Linked DNA regions of Sus scrofa: region 1 is linked to region 2. Evidence: chromatin contacts called from public HiChIP or PLAC-seq data. All regions are on one chromosome and are shown on one strand. The core of a region is the stretch at or near the end of the contact, and the rest is flanking DNA. Distances in the headings are between cores, read along the strand shown. Region 1 holds the start of RUSC1 (RUN and SH3 domain-containing protein 1). Region 2 holds the start of RXFP4 (relaxin/insulin like family peptide receptor 4).

Evidence for each region. HiChIP or PLAC-seq counts read pairs in DNA pulled down with a chosen protein or histone mark.
Region 1: an H3K27ac HiChIP or PLAC-seq map of alveolar macrophages shows a contact between it and region 2. The contact joins the promoter of RUSC1 here to the promoter of RXFP4 in region 2. A contact is called at or near these places in 1 of 5 promoter capture datasets (fetal liver) and 1 of 2 datasets of contacts at active chromatin or transcription factors (alveolar macrophages).

What each region holds. Positions count from the first base shown.
Region 1 is chr4:94,498,743-94,501,442 of Sscrofa11.1, forward strand. RUSC1 (RUN and SH3 domain-containing protein 1) reads right to left here and starts at 1,251. Exons shown (of 12, transcript XM_013997003.2): 1 at 1,043-1,251; 2 at 1-359. The coding sequence starts at 273. FDPS (farnesyl diphosphate synthase) reads right to left here. Exons shown (of 10, transcript NM_001185131.1): 8 at 2,360-2,437; 9 at 2,126-2,260; 10 at 1,453-1,653. The coding sequence ends at 1,453.
Region 2 is chr4:94,083,658-94,086,357 of Sscrofa11.1, forward strand. It overlaps RXFP4 (relaxin/insulin like family peptide receptor 4), which reads right to left and starts at 1,438. Exons shown (of 1, transcript NM_001005844.1): 1 at 317-1,438. The coding sequence starts at 1,438. The coding sequence ends at 317.

The DNA.
Region 1 (2,700 bases), core at 1-2,500, 410 kb after region 2:
TTCTTCCTGTGCTGGGACCTGCCGGTTTTCTAGGCCTGGCCCGTGCTCCTGGCAGCATCGGCAGGGCACGGCTGGGCTGTTGGAATTGGCGTCCACCAGGGTCCCGCTGCAAGGCCCTCGGCTCTCCTTACCCCCGGTGTCCCCTGGGGGAGGGGATGTGCTCAAGGGCCCCTCTCGTAGCTCCGGACGGCGGGACAAGTGCAGGCCCAGAGAGACATGCTGGAGGTGGATGTGGTTGAGGTTGCAGAGTAAAGCCCTCTGAGGGGACAGCATGGTGCCGGCGGCGACGGGGTAGCCTCTAGAGAATGAGGAGGCTCAGGCCTCTCACATCCACCTACCTGGCAACAGCAGACGCAGACCTAGAAGACAGGGATGGTGAAACCAGCAGTGAGGGTGCGGGCCGCAGGAAGGACGCTGAGGTGACTGATGGCTGGAGCAGGCCTGGAAAGGCGCCTTAAACAATATTTAGATGAGATGCAAACAGACATCAACTGGCCATTAGCATCCGCTGCAGTGTTTGCAGGTGGAGTCGACTGTAACCTCCTGGGAATGGGGCGGGACGGGTTAGAGAATGCGGCTGCGTTCTCAGTCTCCTTGGAGGTGCAGGGGCTTGTAAAAGGATGGGGCCAGGCTGAGAATGGCCCCGGGATCCACTCTACTGCAATCTGGCCCTGCCCCCAGAATGCCCCTCACTCCCAGAAGGGGCCGAGAGGCCCCGCCCAGATGCTCTGAAATGAGAGGGGGAGGCGCGTCTGGCTGGTTAATGCAGGAAAGGGGCGGGCGTGGGGGGAAGGACGAAGCAGCCATCAGCATGTCAACGCAGCCTGGCAGGTCGGCCCGCATAGAACCCGGGCTCCAGCCCACAGCAGCTGTGCACCTTCATCCAGCTCCGAGAACCTGCATGTCTTTCCATTCTCTCTGCAGTTGTCTCCATCGTCCAGCTACCACCCCGCCCCTTGTCTATTCATTTTTCACTGCTCCCCCTCTCCTGCCCCACCCCACGTGCCCTATCCCTCCAGCCACACCCAAAGGCCATCCTCACCAGGGTCCTCCTGCAACCGCTCCGCAGCGGCGTCGGGGATCCTCTGTGGCTCCCACGGACCCCGCCCAGCCCACACAGACTGGAGGGGAGGGGCGCTGGCACAACCGGCCAGCGCTGCGCAGCCGCGCCCCTTCACGCATGGGCGGGGCGTGACCGAGACCCAGCCCCCAGCGCTTGACGTCTTGCCCGGCACCCACCCAGGCCCAGGTCGACTGCTTTTGAGGGCTTTGAGCATTCGATCCCGGGCAGATCCTAAAGCCAAAGCCCACAGTCCCGGTTTCCACGCAGCTACCCTCCACCCTGCCTATTCTGGACACAGCTGCGCCCCTGGCTGGCAAAAAAACAGGAACGGAACCGGAGGTTAGATAGTAATTTATTGAGAGCCCCCCCTCCCACCTTCAGTCTCTGGGCTACTTTCTTCTCTTGTAGATCTTGTGTGCCAGCTCCAGGAAGATGGCCGGGGGCAGGGGCGCAGCATACTGCTCGATGAGACCCATCAGGTGGCTGTAACTGTCTTCCTCGTACTGCAGGAACACTGCCTGCAGATTCATCTCCTCATACAGCGCCTTCACCCGGGCCACCTTCTCAGCATCCTTCTGCCCATAGTTCTCCTGGAGCGTTGGAGGCAGGAAAGTGGGCCTGTTAGCCTTCCCTCAACACCTCCAGGTCCCCTCCACTCCCCTCATCTGGATATTCCAGAACATCTTCAATGCCATTCCCACCATCGCTGTCTCCAATTTCAAGTGTCTCCGAGTATCTAGGATCGTGAACTTCTCCCTCCCCGCCCCAAATGCTAGGAGACTGGTTCAGCCCTCAGCTTCCTCTATCCCTGGATTTCTCAACCCTTGGCACTACTGAAATTTTTTGGCCAGATAACTTGGTGTGGGAAGCTGCACGTTTGGCAGCTCCGCTGGGTTGCTAACCACTAGAGAGATGTGTGGCACATGCACACACCGAGTTATAACAAGATGTCTCTTGACATTGCCCAACACCCCCTGTGGTGCAAAATCACCCCTACTGCAGAACCACTAGCTCAATCCCCCTTTTCGGCAGCTCAGGGATCCACAGCCCGCTCTGGGGCACCTGCAGGATTTGGCGCTGCTCCGGAGAGGCCCGCTGCAGACACTGAACCACCAGCCAGCTGCACTTGTTGTCCTGGATGTCTGTGCCGATCTTGCCTGTCACGCTGGGGTCCCCAAAGAGGTCGAGGTAATCGTCCTGGGGTGGGTGGGGAGACGACAAAGGAGGAATGAAGAGGCGCCGAGACAAGAAGAAAAGTCGGAGCCTGTTCGCTGCTGGCGCCTCACGCCTTCCTACCTGAATCTGAAAGAACTCTCCCATCTCCATCAGGATCTTCTTGGCATTGGCGTGCTCCTTCTCCCCGTCAATGCCTGCCTGAGGTGAAAAGGGAATTGACAAGCCACACCCCAGAGGTGCCTTCATCTTCCTGGCTGCTTCCTTCCACAAGCTCGTGCTCCCGTGCAGCCCCTAATCTTCTCTCTCCTTTCAGACATCCCTGATCCACGGTCCAGCCTCTAGCCCACTTATGTTAGCTAAGCCTTCCTGCGAGTCATAGCAGAGAGGACCCCATCCTGGAGGCCCTCAGTCCTCGAGTCACTCAGATCCCTCTTCCTAATCTTTCTGCCACTTCTGACTTC
Region 2 (2,700 bases), core at 188-2,687:
GAATCCTTTAGGCCACACTGACCTGGAGGTGGAACCAGGATGAAAGGTGCACACACTTTGTGGATGCTCCAGAGGTTTATTCTCAGATCCTCTTCATTCCCATCTCCACGTGGAGACTTCTGGTTCTTCCTACCCAGCCCTGATCTGGGCCCCGGCCTCCCCCATTCTCCCACTGCCAGACTTGGGGATCAAAGATCAGACTCTCCCTGAGAGCGTTACATTACAGCAGAGAAGCCAGCTTTTCTCTCCCTGGGATGCGTGGATCCTGCACCTGACCTGGCAGACCCCCAGAAAGAGGGGGATTAGCTTGCTCCCTTCACCCAGCTGTCCCTTTGTCCCGGTTGGTGGGCATGGCAGAAGGGCCACCATCCCTAGGGGTGATCTCCTCCCACCGCCTGCCCACTTCCTTTAGGGCCACCTGTTCCACCCAGCCCCGGCCCTGCGGCCACAGCCTTGCTCTCAGGTCCCTGAAGGTGACTTCCAGGGCCCGCCGGGGCTCCCGCCTTAGGAGGCAGTACAGCACAGGGTTGAGGCAGCTGTTGCTGTGTGCCAGGCAGGTGGTGACAGGGAAGACATAGGTATGGATGGTGTAGAAAGTGCTGTCCCAGGGCACCAAGTCAAACTTCACCAGGACACCCCAGAAAGTGACCACATGGTTGGGGAACCAGCAGAGGAAGAAGGAAGCCAGAAGGATGCGGATGGAGCGGGCCACAACCCTGTTGTCCTGCCGTCGCTGTCGCCGCCGTCGCAGGAAGGCCAGCAGCAGCAGGTAGCTGGTGGTGATGATGCCCAGTGGCACCATAAAGGCCAGGACCACCCTCTGCAGCTGGTAGGCCCCCAGCCAATACCTGCTGGGAAAGCGCAGCAGACACAACCGCACGCCACACAACTCGCCCTCAGCCCCAAAGACAGCCGTGGGCACCGTCACCAGGGCAGCTGCTACCCACACTGCCAGGGTGGCCACACGGGCCCAGAAGAGCGAGAGGTGGGTACCTGGTCCCCCAGCCATGGCCACCACCCAGTATCGGGCAACACTCAGCGCCGTGATGAGGAAGATGCTGGCATAGATGTTGAGGACGGTGGCTGTCAGGATCATCTTGCAGAGGGCACCTCCGAAGGGCCAGTGGAAGTCCAGCGCCGACTCAGCTGCCCAGAAGGGAAGAGTGAGTGCCAGCCCCAGGTCTGCCAGAGCCAGATTGAAGACAAAAGTGTCAGAAGGTGGGCAAGGGGCTCTCCGAGCGCAGTTACCCAGCACCCACAGCACAGCCAAATTTCCCAGTAAGCCGACGGCCCCCACAAGCCCATAGGCCAGGGCAACCATGACCCTCAGGGCTAGGAATCCAACAGGCATCGTTGCATCATCAGCACTCAGCACGCTGCCTCCAGACGCATTGACCCAGAAAGCGGGCAGGGGGGCAGAGGTATTGGGTGTGGGCATCGCAGGGCATCAGATGTCAGTGGTGCAGGGCAGAGGGGCCAGCGAGTGTCTGCCAGGCTGGTAGGGGCCGCCTAGGGCGCTCTGCAGGTTGCTGTAGATCTGAGCGCTTCTCTGCTTCTCTGGGGCCTCTGGCTGCCTGGAGGCCCAGCCCACGGTCATACCTCATAGGGCGGGTCCTGGAGGGACAACCTGCCTCTTCTCTGTTGGTCTTGGGGTGGGTGGGGCAGGGTGAGGGAGGACCAGAACCCTGGGATAAGTGCGTGCGTGCGTGCGTGCCTGCGTGCGTGCGTGTGTCTCCATGCAGAAGAGAGGGAATGGGGAAGGGGAAATTATCCCACTATGAAGGGCAGCCCCAAGCCTCCACCCAGGGAGGGGACCAGAGATACCCCATCTGAGGGATGGCAGGAACCAAACTATAACCCCCTCTATTCCTAACTGTTCAGGGGCCCCCTTCTCTGCAGAAAGTGCTCCCTGGGCACCTGGGGAGGTGGGCTGGGAGGGGGCGTAGGGGCAGGCAAGGCTCTGGAGTCCCAATTCTACTACCACTCTGTGACTTTAGTGAATTTCTTCCCTCCTCTGAACCTCAGTTTCCTTACTTAAATTTTTCAAATTAAAATCTCTCTTCACGGGATTAGTGTGATAAAATGAGATGACACATATGAAAGGGCACTTTGTGCCTTGCTATTTGCACAAATGGTTATTATTTCAAAGGAAAAGTTGGGGGCCTTTGTGGCAGAAGGGAGCAAGGTACTAAGCAGTTATTAACACCATGGCCAGGGAACAGCGCCAACGAAAACACAGGTTGGAATTCGTTGCAGCAGCAAGTGACCTTGAGGCTAAAAGCAGGGAAGAAAAGGGGAGAGGAAGTCACAGCTTCCTGTTCCCTCCCCACTGGGAATGCAGCCTATGAGGACCTGAGTGGCCCTGGGGCATGCCCTTGGTTCTCTTCCTGCTAAGAAGTCCTGCTAGCCTCGATCACTAACGCCCACAGCCATTTCACACTTTCCTGCTCTAATCTGAGGTCAATGGTGCCTCCATTCTCTCCTCCAACCCCCAAACCGCGTTTCAGAGCTGCGGATGCTGAGATACACCTTCACCACACCCCATCCTGTCTCCTCATGATCTCAGTCCTAATTGGAAAAAATGCCTCAATGGGTCCTTCCCTTTTGTGCCCATAGCCCTAACCGTTGCAGAATTTGCTGTGATGAGAGAAAGGAGAGGAGATGGGGGTGTGGAGGGCAGGGTGCAGATAAAGGAATAAT